2 separate regions of the Gossypium hirsutum genome follow, and region 2 is linked to region 1. A link is a contact called in public Hi-C data. All regions are on one chromosome and are shown on one strand. The core of a region is the stretch at or near the end of the contact, and the rest is flanking DNA. Distances in the headings are between cores, read along the strand shown.

Region 1 (7,135 bases), core at 2,905-5,404:
AATAGCTTTCGTATCATCAGAAAATCCATAACAGAAAATTTGTTCCTGACAAAGAAAGATTATAAATTGTGTATGGATTCCCAAACCCACAACAATAGTAATCCCGGTGAGGCTGAGAGCCACTCTAAGCCTCCACCTTCTCATCAGTCCAAGATTCATATAAAGGAGTTGCTAACCTCCCTTTTTCTAGTAGCTGATTTGTTGTTGATTCAATAAATTCTCAGCCCCCTTAATGACTTCAGCATAACTTGTTTGTGACACTGAATTCGGATTTTGGGACCATTGTAATTGACTCACCGTATTTGGGGTCAATGAAAAAGTATTTTCCATTGGTTGGTTTACCATCGGGTAATTTAAAACATTTGATCCAAGTGGTTGGTTTACCATCGGATAAGACACATAATATCCTTGGTTAGGATAAAATGGTATCTGTGCAGGTACAAATCCTTTTTTGGAGTTTGATTCTGCTTTCCCTTTGTTGGGCTTTTTGTGAACGGTTGTCCATTCACCGACTATTTCTTTTAGAGGTTGTTTACCTCTATCCATGAGGCCTGCTCAAAAAATCAGCAAATATTAGTAATAAACTACTAATTAATTCTAATAGGTATAAATTTTTTATTACACACAATTTTATTATTTTTTTCAATTGAAATTTCTATAAAATCATCTTTTACTGATAACCAAATAGAATTTTTATCTATAGTAAAAGGTAAATATTTACATATAAAATTATTTCCTAATAATATATCTCCTTTCATGTTAGGAAAACATACAATTTTAGGAATCACAAATCTAACATTGTTTATGTAGATTGGTAAATTTTTAACTTTATAATGAATAATAGTTTTACTACCGTCTATTCCTATTATTTTTATAAGTTTTTTCATTAATTCCCATTTTTCTACAGGAATTGCATTTCTTCTGCAACTACAAATTGTAGCTCCAGTATCAATAAAAGCATTTAGAGAATATTTTTTATATTTTCTAAATTGAAATGTGATTTTGATATTTATTCCAACTTTTGACTTTTTATCAATTGTTGAAGTTTGAATTTCTTCCATTCTAGTTTTTCTAGAATTATTACTAGGATCAGTAGGAAATATAGGAATTTGAACAGTTTTAATTCCTATTGGTGTACTGTTTGTACTAATATTATCCTCTTCTTCATCTGGTTGAGAACTAGAGGGTAAAACTAAATTTTCATTTGTATTTGTTATACAATTGTTTTTAAAATACAATTTATTGCCTGATGACATATATTCTATAGTACTAACTGGTTTAGAAGTACTAAAACTATTAATTTTTTCCATCATCCAATCTATTGGAATTGACAGATCTCTTAAATCTAATAATTTTGGCTGAATTTCAGTAGTGAACCTGTTTGGTTCAAAGAGTTCAATAATTTTATTATTAATCTCTTTTATTTCTACTTCAGCAGTATTTGTATATTCAGTAATGGAAGTCCAGCTGATTGCTAGATCTTCTGCCAAATCATTAATATCAGAATTTTTTGTCTGAATTCTAAGGCAAAGACACTCTTCTATTAGAGGATCTGTAATAGAAATAAAGTAATTTGGTTTAACTTTAAATCCTATTACGCCTATATGTAAATTAGACTGAATACCTCCAATAAGTGCTTTTATTGGATTTTCAAATCTTTTATCTAAAAGGACAGCTATAATAGGAATATCATGACCTCTTCTAAATAAAGCTTTAATAGTAATCATGATTATACCTAAATGAATATATCTAATTTGAGGATATTTCTTTTTGATCCTTTTGATTTTTTCTTTAGTAAAGAGAGGGATTTCTATTAATCATCCTCTTGTATGTTTAGCGACTGTGTTACCGCTAATTTTTTCTATATGTCTCTGAGTTCATATTTTGAACTTAGAGATCTTATATATTTCTTTTTTAGAAATATGATTTTTATTAATCTTTTTTATCATTTCATCAGAAAAATCTTTTTCTTCTCCGATTAAATTTCCTAATTTAATATCCTATTTTTCAAGATTCGGAATTTTTTCTAATTGATTATTAGAACTGTTTCCTATATTAAACATAAATATATATTCATCGTTACTACCATAATCTATTTTTGATATTAACTCATATAAAATTTCTTCAGGATTTGTTTCCTTTTATTATTGATATTGATATACCCGAATATCCCAAAACATCAACCATGGCTTGTATTAAAGTCAATTTTGGATTTAGAAACAGACTATTGGCGACCCAACACGACTTTTGTGAGCCCAAAGAAAAGTGCTCGTTAGTGGACTGGTCATAGAATTGTTTGGTTGTTGCCCCATCACAACAAACCCGACAGTCCCCTCATTTTCCTTTTTAACTTTTGAATTTGAACACTCCCAGAATCTTGGCATTCTATTCCATCAAAGTCACGAGTTTCATAATTCATAGCCACTTTCTTAGTTGTCGTCACTAAGGTTTCATGTTTTCTAATTGCTGAAGTTAGTGGCAGCACAAAATACGACGCCTTGCACTTCAGTTCAATGAGAACAAGACATGCATATATTGTTGAATGGAAGAGCTTATTATTGATGTGCATAAATTGTCACTATTTCTGTTTCCTCTTAATTTCTTCTGATTCCCGATGACCCATTTCTGTAAGGCACCTGTAGTATAGAGTTGGATCCATGGCCTTGTTATTTGGGTGCAGAATGGCCTGATCTGGATCCCTATTCTCCACCACCTCATCCAGTTCTCCTATAACTATAATTTCTTTTTGACAATTGGTAACTGGCCAATATCTTAGAATCTCCCTAACCACCACTTCCCCAAGTACAAACTGAGAAATGCAATAAGCCAGCTGCTTATGCTGAACTTGCAAGCTTCTGGTGTTGTGCTGTGGGAGAAGCACTCTCGTCAACAACAGTTTGTGGTTCTCTTTTAATGGAACTACAAAGCCATTGATGATGCTTCCCTCGCCGACACCGCAATGCTTTTCAGTGTCGAAAACATAATGCAGATTGGTGTTGACGACTATATATTAATTAATTTGATAGAAAATCAGTCCTTACAGGCTTGGCTAAAAAGGAGAGTAAGCAACAAAAAACACGAGACGTTTTATAGAGGAGAAATGTTGTAATATCAGATAGCAGCACAGTAATGGGTATTTCTGGACTCAACAATGAGAGGTTAATTATAAATGATATCATAATTAATAGATTGGAGGCACTAGCAGCTACCTTGTTCTAAACTAAGGACTCATCAAGCGGACTTTGAGAAGATCCACCACCAGACGGAGGAGATACTTTTACTAGGACTTACCCAAAGTCGGTCCAATCTGAATTAATCCACGCTTTTTCTAAGTTTTCATTGTCTTGATTATTAAGGTTAATTGGGATTCCGGTTGTCAATTAATGAAATTAATATATTATATAATTTCAATTAACTCAGTTCATAAATATAATATATAATATTTAGTTACAATATTTTAATACCAGAATGTGCATTTTTTAGCAATACCAATTCTTCATTGTTTAAAAAAAACATTTCTGATTTCAAAAGCACTTTTGAAAGAAAAGCTGTGAAGAACAAGTTGTTTTTAGCCGAAATTTTTAGCTTTTCAGAAGCACTCCTGAAAAGGAAAAGTTAAAAATTTTAGCTTTTTCTCTCCCAAAAATACTTTTGGTACTTAATTATTTTTTCACCCCTCCAATAACATAGTATTTTTCTTTTTTTTTTCTTGTCGCTTAATTACAATTATGTTAAAATCATTACTTAAAAATAAAAAAATATTTTTTAAAATATTAATTACAAATATTTAATGGTTATATTTAAATATTTAAAGTATAGTTTATATATTCTAATTAAATTTTATAAATAATTAATATTTACTAATTAAAAATATTTACAATTTATATTTTATATATTAAAATATTAACAATAAATTATAATAATTTTTTTATATTATTACTAAAATTTAATAATATTAACTAATTTAAATATTATTTAAATACATATTTGTTACTTGATAATATTATGTCTAAAATGAATATTTTATTTCTCAAAAGTATTTTTTAAAAAGTCACATAAACTTTACATTGCCTCTTTTGATGGACTGCTTTTGGAAAATATAAGTTGATGATGAGGAGTTTTATGTCATTTCAGTTACATCTCATGTAAACACAGATGTTAAATAAAAAAATTTTAAAATTTTATATATTTTTGTTATCTCAAGTTTTTTTTTTCAACTTCGTTTTATTTACATTTCCTCGCGGCCCCCTCTTTCGCTCGCTCACTTCCCATTTCTGAATTTCTCAATCACTTTCAGGTAGTTGTTTCTTTTCTTTCTCTGTTTGATTACCGAGAAATTACTTTTTTTCCTCTCTGTAAACAAACGGGATTTTGGATTTTAGATTTGTTTTTCTTCTTTTTTATGTGGAGTCTATACACTATTAGATCTGTATTTAATTATTAAATTCTGTTTTCTCCTTTTTTTTTCCCCTGATTCTCTCACATGATTCCGTTTCTTATTTGTTTTGCTTTTTGAAAGTAACAGGTATCTGAAGAATCAGCAAAATGGTTTCCTTTGAAATGAACGATCGAAAAAGTGAGCTTTTATGTTCCATTTTCTGTGCTTTCTTTGCTTCTTTTCATTCAATTAACGCATCTATGAATCTGTGATTTTGTGAAACTTCTGTTCGGTGTGATACACTATTTTTTTTTCCGATGGAGGTTTGATGCTTGAAATATGCATTGTGCAATCCCTAGAAACTTTTGTGAAATTCAGATCTCTAGGCTTGGTTCATCGTTTATCTTGGGATTTTTATTTATTATTATGCATGTTAGTAAAATTTTGTAACTGCTGCTAAGTTAGGAAAGTCTTTGAAGTGTCCATGTTATTTTACGTTGAGGCAATTTGGGAATGATTTGATGTGCTAATTTATATCAGACGTTAAATTATGTTTGGCAAAGTCAGTCGAATATATTTCCTTAGAAAGAATATTTTTTATTATTTACTATCCAAACAAATATTTTAGTAAGCTATTCGGAGTTGTTTGGTAAGTTATGCTGCTTTATTAAGAAACATATATTAACTGGTAATTCTAATAAATTGATCAAACTCCAAAATGATTTACTAGTGGAGCTCCGTTGATCACATTTGATGTGCGTAGATGGTGAAGGATTTCTAATTGATATGTACACCCCTTATTATTCAAAGTTCAAAATAGGGTAGTTCAATAGGATGTAGTTCTCATTGTTAAATTTATTTATGCATGCATTTATGCTTGGTGAAGCGTGTGCACCATACCTTCTTGGAGTTGCTTATGATGGTGTTGTTTAAGTTGAACAAAATGACGAACCCTCTTACATGTGGATTTTGTTTACAAATGCTAATTGAAACAGTTTAGGGTTATTGCAATTTCATAGGAGTATTGCAGAATATCTTACAATATGTAAATAATTTATTAGATTATTTGGTGATAAGACTTTTACCAACACCTTAGCTATATGTGATATGGACAATTTTGTTAACTCTTATTTTTGCTAGAATCTAATCTTTTTAGTTTAGGTCTAAACCTGTGATCTGAGCCAATTGTTTGTTCTGTTACATGGATTGTTGTCATTGATATTGATTGGAGGTGAGTAGGAGTATGTTCCTACTCTCTAGCGTTTGATTCACATGAACTTAGCTATTGGGGACATATGACTTCGTTTGTCATCATTATTTTGACAAAAAAAGGGAAACCTTATATGCACTTATTATTCGGTTTAACTTTCATATTTACTGGGAAAAACAGAAATTGGGCTGGGATTAACGGGATTTGGCATATTTTTCTCATTTCTGGGAATTATCTTCTTTTTCGACAAGGGATTGCTTGCCATGGGAAATGTAAGCTAACTTTTATTATCTTTTTGTCCTCTTTGTACAATTATTTTCATTTTCCCTGTTGAATCATACTTGATTGACACTACCTTCTTTTTTCTGTTAATCAGATCCTTTTCATATCAGGAGTGACCTTAACCATTGGTCTGAAGTCCACCATGCAATTTTTTATGAAACCTCAAAATTTTAAGGTTTTATTTATTCTCCACACTCACTCACACAAAAACTCACATGCCTAAACACTGACATTATAAATGCATCTTTCGTTTTCTTTATGATATGTTGATGCTAAATACAGGGAACAATTTCTTTTGGTGTTGGCTTCTTTTTTGTTGTCGTTGGATGGCCCATATTTGGCATGATATTGGAGACATATGGATTCGTTGTACTCTTCAGGTCTATATGAAATTTTCATTACCTTGATTTAATACAAATGCTTAACATTTTTATCTACACATTTAACATCCACCTTTCTTGCAGTGGTTTTTGGCCAACACTGGCAGTGTTTCTGCAGAGGATACCAATTCTTGGTTGGCTATTCCAGCAACCATATGTCAGATCGGTATGTTCAGTTTCGAAGTCAAGTAAATTTTCCTTTCAAATCACAAACTGTCTTTTGGGCATGCATGCTTGCAATATATTATTTTGTTAGTTCTCGGTTGGTTAGTGTAGAAGTGTAAAAGTATCCTGGAACCATTCCAAAATTTGGAAAACCAGTAATCAATGTCTCTACTGATCTTAGAGTATGAAAGAAAGCCAGCAAATCATCTAATTGTAGAACCCGTTGATATTTATATCTACGTCAAAGAAGTGAAATTTGAAGTAATTTTTGTGCCATCAATATGTGAGTAACTGAATCAGCGTTCCTTCTCCTTGCTGCAAGGAGGGGGTTAAATAGTTATCTATTTCAACACAAATTAGAATGGGATTATTGGAAAGGCTAAACTATAGAAACAGAGCTGATATTTGATTGGTTAAGTTACTGACTTTATTTAATCACCAGGGAATCTTTGTTTGCAATTGGTTGTTCATTTATTTTGATAATTTCATCCAAAAATATTTAGTTAATATAAACTCTTGTTTACTTTCTCCCCCTCTGATATAGCAAGAGAGGAAACCTAAGAAAATGAGAGCTTGTGAATATCTTCTTAATATTGCTTGGTGCACTTTTAGGTGCTCTGGTCAGGCTGTAAATAGGTGATTGACTTTAGAACCTGGCCTAGTGGCTCAGCTGAGGCGAAAGTGCCTTGAGGCAAACACCTAGGTGGACTATCTTCATAT
Region 2 (7,599 bases), core at 630-3,129, 120 kb after region 1:
TAGACTTAAAAAACGGAGCTAAAATTTTGTTTGGGCCTGGCCCAGCCCATAATCACCACTAGCTGAAAACATCATAGTTCAATTTCCTTTTCCTTTTCTAATGGGGTAGGCACACTGTCAACATGAAATTTTTTTTTATTTGTAATACGAGATATGATTTTTTTTCTTACACTTGTTTGGGGATATGAACGTCTCAAATGCTAGAAACTCCATAGTGATCTAATTGGACGAAAAAAATGATTTATTGGGTTTTTTTTTTCTTATATGGGAAAAAATGACATTATGAGCTATTTATTGCTTAAATTAGTACACTAACTTTTTCTCATGTTAATACATGTGTGTTAAATAAGTTTTTTCTAATAACCAGATAAAATTTAAGGTATTCATGTTGCAATCTATTGGCAGAATATTTATCTACCCATAAATAAACTAATTTGTAAACATCATTGTAAAAAATGTATATATGCATTTAATTAAAAAAGAAAAACAAGTAATGCCTAATTTGTATTAAACATTGTAATAGTGTGTGTTTTTTCTTCATTATGACCAGACATAGAGTGAAAAATATTAATAAAATAATTAAGATAAATATATTCATTTAATTGATTGAAAAAAGTAGAGAAAATTAAGTTAATGATACATGCTGAATAATTAAAAGTCTTATCAACTGTAGATTTTATAACTATATTGAAAATATTTGAAGGCATAAAATATAATTTTGCATTTATTTTCAAGTAAAAAGAAATAAAAGTAATCCATAAATTTTAAAACACCAAATATAATTTTTGGCTTTTTTAATACCGAATCTGTGGAGCATTCAAATTGCCATATCCCAAATATTTAATACCGAAATAAAAATTAAAAGTTATTTGGCACTCTAGCTTTAGAAAAAAAATTATTTTAGTACTTCATTTAATTTTTCGTATTTTTTTATCCCTTGAACTAGTGTTATTTGTCAAATCATCCTAAAATAAATTGAAAAATTAATTTTTGTTAATTTTGTTAATGTGGTATACACATGGATGCCACATCAGTAATTAATTAATTTTTTAAATTTAAAAATAAATTATAATTAAAAATCATTAAAAATCATTAAAATTATTAAAAATTATAAAAATACCAAAAAGTATTTTTAATATTTTAAAAAATAATTAATTGTTTATGTGGCATACATGTGGATGCAACTTTTCCATTTATTTTGTGATAATTTAACAAACAATGCAAGTTAAAGGGCTAAAAAAGAGAAAAAATAAAATGGACTAAAATAAAATTTTGTAAAGTTAAAGGGCCAAATAATTCAATATGCCAATTAAAAGGGGGATGGAATTAAATTCACTTTGACTTCAACGCTTATAGTAATAGAACTGTTAACCATATCTGTGAGAAAATCCAGAAAAGCATGCTGATTTCTGAGCAGACTTTCACAGCCTCCATAACCCCAAGTGGAGGGCACCACCTTCTTCCTGACTTTATCCTAGACTGACCACACTTCCCCTAATTAATGATACCATTTCTATGTCAACATTTACACATTTGTGGGCCATTTTCAAACAATGAATTGTTGCCTTTGTTTTCCAAATTAATAATTACTCAACAATTCTGTCCGTGATGGGGCATAGTACGGTTTCCCCGACTCAATTAACTATATTTTTCCAATCAATGAACTGTCAAGGCTTGCCCTACAACTTTGTCCTATAATTTATTCCTTTGCATTGGATTTTTTTCTTTCGTGGTCGGTGGGGTGATTGGGAGTTGTTAACCACATTTTCACTACCGCGTTAGAAAAACAAATTGAAGATGAGATTTGCATTATATGAGAAGGTTGAAAACATGTACCTGAGTGAGTTGGTGAAATTTTATGTTTAGTGCTGATTCCTTTTGCACTCTCCATCCAACAAGTCACCGTCTATGAGGCAAGAGACTGTGTCTGCTCAAATTATGGATACGACATTCAGATTGCAAGCCCCTTGATGTTCTAGGCCAAGCATCACTTCCGCATTGCGCACATTCCAAAGTTGCCGTAGATCAAGAAGCTCGTAAAAGCTTCATGATCCATGATGCACAAAGTTCACTCCATCCAGTCAATGCACTTGGAAACATTAGACAATAACAAATCATTATTAATACCTCCAAGTTGCAAAGTCTCTCGAGGGCAATCCCTAAGTGCATTCACCATAATCTCACTAGGAGCACCACACCGCTGACACCTATGGTCATTAGACATTGGAGTAGAGGTGATCCCTACCGTTGTTGGAATGAACTCGTGTCTAAGCCTCCTCTCAAAGAGTTTGATTATTTTGACAGATTCTTCGATTTACTAATAGATTTTTGCAATAATCCATATGATACAAATTTATCAGACCGTAATAAAAATCAACTATAACCTATCTTAATAAAGTATGTACTAGTCCTTTGAGTAATTATAATATTTATCATAATTTAATCTTAATTATTTCATAATACTAACTAATTTATATATTCTATGCATTCTATATATCAAAATTTAATTATTTAATAAATTATTTTAATATTTTATTATTATTTAAGTTTATATGTTTCATAATAATATTAATGAAATTAAATATAATTTAAATGTATAATTTTTTACTTTACAACATCATGTCTATAATAGACATTTTATTTTCTCAAAATATATTATTTAATAGCAATGGTAAACATTATCAAACTTTTCCAAAATAACTTTGTGAAACATATTATTTTCTCAAAAGATTAGACGAGACAAAGCATTCAAAGCCGACAATATATTAGTCCAAACGACTAAAGGCTTCTCCACTCTCTTAGGTTAGAATACAAGGTATGCTTATTATGAAGTAGTAGTGTCCACATTTGTTTTTCTAAGAGAGTAAGGTCAAAGAGCCATACATCTCGAAAGCTAAGGCTCTCATACCTTTCGGCATTCTAACTGTGTCTTGAGCTAACATTCTCCACTCACGGTCTTCGTTTTTCTCTACCCACCAAAATCTACAAATAACAATTACTGCATTAGTAACCGAATTAGGGAGTAAGAACACACTTCTTTACATAAGTGGGTTATGCCTACAAGATCGATTTGACAAAAACTTCCTTGTTGCAATATATTAAGAACCATTTAAACCAACTTTGAATTCTTGGATGTGGCTTGCAAACACCTACTTGAACGCATTAGTTTTATTACTCACCATAGGAGGAAGGGCAAGACAATTATCAGAAACATGGCAATCTACTTAGCGGAAAAAATGGTAATGATTATTCACTGTGTGGGTGGCCATTATGGACGTCTATACCAACAGAGCCAAACGTCAGGCAAGAGGTTCTGATATCATATAAAAAAGTATTAAATAACTCATGAATCTAGCAAATATAAAGAATGAGTGAAAATGAAACCCAAAGACAAGAAAAAGGAAAATACAGTGAAAAGTTGTAAAAGAGAAGCTTAAGTTGATTACTTGGAGAAAAAAAAATGAAAGTGTGAGAAGTTAAACCTTTTAGATCACATGAAAAATTGAATTAGATATGATGGAAATTGCAAGTGCTGAGCCGTCAACTGAAGAACTTCACAATTTTGGAGCCAATTTCAACTGCTTTCACTAATAAGCATAACAACTAGCTAGCAATTGTAAAACTAGAGGTTTGAAAAGAGACATCTATTTCTATTTTGCATCCGTATCTAATATCTCAAGTTTTGTTTCACTCAAAATTTTAATGTGTTTTAATGCATTAATTCAATATCGATGCATATATTTTGATACTGTCAGCATAAGATTTTGATATTTTAAATAAGTTTTATTTTTTTAGTGCATCTAAAAATAAAATATAACCATTAAACTAAATTATTCTATTATGTTTTTAAAAATGTATAATATCAAAACATATTTGTAATTAAAGTATTTAAAAGAAATAATATGCTCCAACCTGACAGCCCGTAAAAACCCGAAAAGTAATTGCGTCATTGTCATTTGATATATTTGTTTTCAGATTCAAAACAATTTTACTAGAAGAATGAAGTTTTATTCAAATTCACAAATTTTGTAAATGTTTAGGATTAGAGTTTTTTAATTTTTTTAGAAGTAAAATTAAATTGCAATTCCGTAAATAATAAGTGTCAAATTTGTTAAATTTTTAGATTTAGAATCAAATTAATAAAATGCACATGACTAAACTTGTTTCCAAATCAATTTATCCTTAAATATTTAATGATAAAAACATTTTTTTAACATTTCAAATTTCAATCGTCAATAATACCATTAAAATTTTTTTATTTAATTGAAAATAGTACTAAAAAGCTGGTTGCTTTGGTTATGTCGATTGTGTTGTTGGGGTTGTACGGAATTTTAAATAAAAAACTGTCGGTGGGCAATTGCCATGCCAAGTCCAACAAGAGCCTGCGCTGGCCCTCATTGTTCTACTCTTTTCTTTCTTTCTGATATATATTCATTATTTTTAATTAATTAGATGACTTTTAACATAGAGTTCGAATTTGAAGTTAAATTCTAACCCTTAAATTTTATATTTTAAACCCATTCAAATCTAATGCTTATATAAGATTTTAAACAAAATTTAATCCCTATTCTTTTATTCACGGGAAACTAGGATGTGCAGAGCCTTTGCCCCTAAAATAAAAATTTTATTTTTTTATCCCTTTTATAATTTATAAAATTTTAAATTAGTATTGATAAAATTGTACTTTGGCTCTCTCCAAAATAATAAAAATTTGATTTAGTCTTTTAAAAATTATAAAGATATATGCTATTAACATAGTGATATTGCATTTTTACTATTGACCTGTCACAAATCGTAATGGCAATTTAAGTACTTTTTAGCACTTAACGAGCTTATTTTCTAGGCATTTTATCTTCTTTTATTGCATTTTCGGTTTTATTAGCTTATCATTAAATTATCGCAAAATAAGTATTTTTACACAATTTTTAGTGTTTTGACGATCCGTTGGGCCAACTCAAGCTTTGGGAACGACTAATAGGCTATTTAAGTGTGTAGGGTGCCATTTCAAGTCAAGAAGCACAAGGGACAACAATCGTGTCGCAACACAAGGGGGTCCATGTCGCAACACAGAACTTTCAAGTTGCTAGAGCTAAAAACCACCATGTGTCATGATCGGGGTTTCTCCCTCTTCACAACAAAGCGAAAAACTATGAGAAGATTTAATCGTATCTTGACAGTGAAGTTGCGAAGAGGGCTTTCCTAACGTCAGGACGACACGACAAAACTTGGAAATATTCAGCTGAATTTTGGACAACCATTTAGGGTTATTTTCCTTAATGAAACCCTAATCACTCCAAGGGTATTTTCGGCACCTAGCACCTTAATGTTTGCCTATATAAACAATTTTATAACCTCATTAGAGGGGGTTGGACGTGGCAAAACTGTTTTCTTTAGTTTTCAGTTTTAGTTTTCTTTTTATGTTTCTATAGTCAGAATCTTTTCTACTCCGATGTGAAGACTATTGCAAGCGGAGATTGCTTCGGAACCACGCTTATATATTTATTCATGAGAAATTTCTTTTATTTATACTTCATTAAGCTGATCAATTAACTATTGTATGAATATTAGTATAAATTCTTGTGCTTTTTTCATATCTGACATGTTTCGGTTATGGAACTGATTAATTAATTGAGTTAGTGTTTATTCAAGAGTACTTAGAATATTAGGAAGTGATGCCCCTAATAGAATATCTAGACAGGTGAGACAGGAAGAGTATCCTATCAAGTATAAACTTATGCCAAGCAGTAAGACCTGATGAAGAACCATATGCCTAGGAAGAGACCGGAAGGGTGACTTAAGTGGTAATCCTTAGTAAAGATGAGACTCGATGGGTTTAATGATAATTAAGGATAATTAATGGCTTAATTAGATAATTAGTTTAATTAATAATTTAATTTGGATCCACACTACTAATTCGTAACTCAATTAGGTTAGTAATTATTTTCTGTAATTAATTTAATAATAAATTTCTCCAATCTGCAATCCTTTGGGTACGATCATCGAAATACTTATCAGTGTTCCATTGTAACACTTCTATATTACAATTTGACTTGATCGCTTGTAGATACCTCACTTAATTATATATATTTATTTTTTTTACTCTAAATGTTTGCACATTTGGAGGCGGTCACGATCGTAAAAATATACAAATTAATTCCCCCCAAATAAAAAAAAATTGGCTTCACCCTTGCTTTTATTGGGTCGATATTGTTATTTTTAATAAAAAAATTATAATTTTATAATTTTTTATAAATTTTGTTTATGATTTTTATGATTTTTAAATTTTAAAAGGACTGGATTGATTTTTTTTAAAATTTATTACTAAAGGCGTTTTTAACCTTTAGCCTTATTAGTTTAAAAATTTTCTAATTTACTTCCAATAAAAGAGTAGGGTCAAATTAAATAAATGTGTAAAGATTGAGGTCTAAATTTGTTATTATATCTTATATATAAACATCAAAACAAACATTTAACGATGCAATTTTAATAGAGAGATTGTTTTGCTCACTCATCTAATGTATAGAGACTAATTTTCTCATTTTTTCAATAGAGGAGCTAAAATGCAATCCAAGATATGGTACATGGGATTTGTGGTGCTTTTACCAAGTCAACTGCGTACTAACTTAGTTAAAGAATTAATAAAATATACTTATATATACTTGTACCCAAAAAAATATACTTCTATATACAAAATAAGTTAAATTATTATGAGATTATTTTTATTTTTATTTTTCTATTTTTAGATAAAACCAATAAAACTCAAACATGGTAAGATATAAAACCATAACACGATGAATTTTAAATATTTAACATTACCATTCCAACCAAATATTCATTTAATTTTTAGATAAGTTTTTAAAACTATATTTATTCTATAAAATTTTCACCCATATTGTGAGTATGACAATCAAGTATTACATTAAGTATTTTAATAATAGAATATAATCTGAGTAGTGATCCACTTACACTAGTATACACCATTTCGTATGCTTTTATACAATTAATATTTTAATGATCTAACCGTTATATTTCATATTCTATTTATATAGATCATGCATGTCAAATTTGACATAAATTAATTTTCTAACTATTTTATTATGTAAAAAAAAGTTTTTAATTGTTCAATAAATATTAATATATATACTATTTTAGATCGACATGATAGAGATATTAGGTCAGTTAAAAAATTTACATGCATGACAAATATAACTATATTGATAAATTAAACAATTGCATTGTTAAAGTGTTATTTATGCAAAAATATATGAAAATGTGCAAAATATTGTAATTTTACATTTGGTGTAAGCAAATCTCCTCCTCATATCATATCATATATATATATACATATATGAAAACTTTTTGTTATGGGATAGTTATTAGAGTTCCAAAATGCTTCATTTTTTTAGTTATATTTAAAATGGTCCCTTTTAAAATTAATTTTTTAATATGATTTTTTTGCCATTAATAATAAAAGTTTTAAATAATAAACGAGTTTAAACATCATCCATCAAATTATAATTAAAATTTAAAACTAAAATCTCAACATAAATAATAATATAATATAATTGTATGCAACAATAAGATATAATAACATCTTTT

The links. A called contact is a pair of places that touch in the nucleus more often than the background predicts.
Region 2: a contact with region 1 is called in a Hi-C map of petal, with 4 times the contacts expected there. The contact joins the enhancer-like site here to the promoter of LOC107893554 in region 1. A contact is called at or near these places in 9 of 34 Hi-C or Micro-C datasets (callus, leaf, petal and 1 more).

Annotation. Positions count from the first base shown.
Region 1 is chrD13:43,762,996-43,770,130 of Gossypium_hirsutum_v2.1, forward strand. It overlaps LOC107893554 (vesicle transport protein GOT1), which reads left to right and starts at 4,155. Exons shown (of 7, transcript XM_016818584.2): 1 at 4,155-4,297; 2 at 4,526-4,576; 3 at 5,769-5,860; 4 at 5,965-6,045; 5 at 6,153-6,250; 6 at 6,335-6,416. The coding sequence starts at 4,546.
Region 2 is chrD13:43,886,397-43,893,995 of Gossypium_hirsutum_v2.1, forward strand. No RefSeq gene overlaps it. Among protein-coding and RNA genes, the nearest start is that of LOC121226073, 57 kb to the left of the region's middle. Within about 2 kb of position 1,880, at least 3 of the 9 cell types and tissues checked have an H3K27ac peak or open chromatin away from gene starts, as enhancers often do. A contact at or near this core is called in leaf, where this site is marked.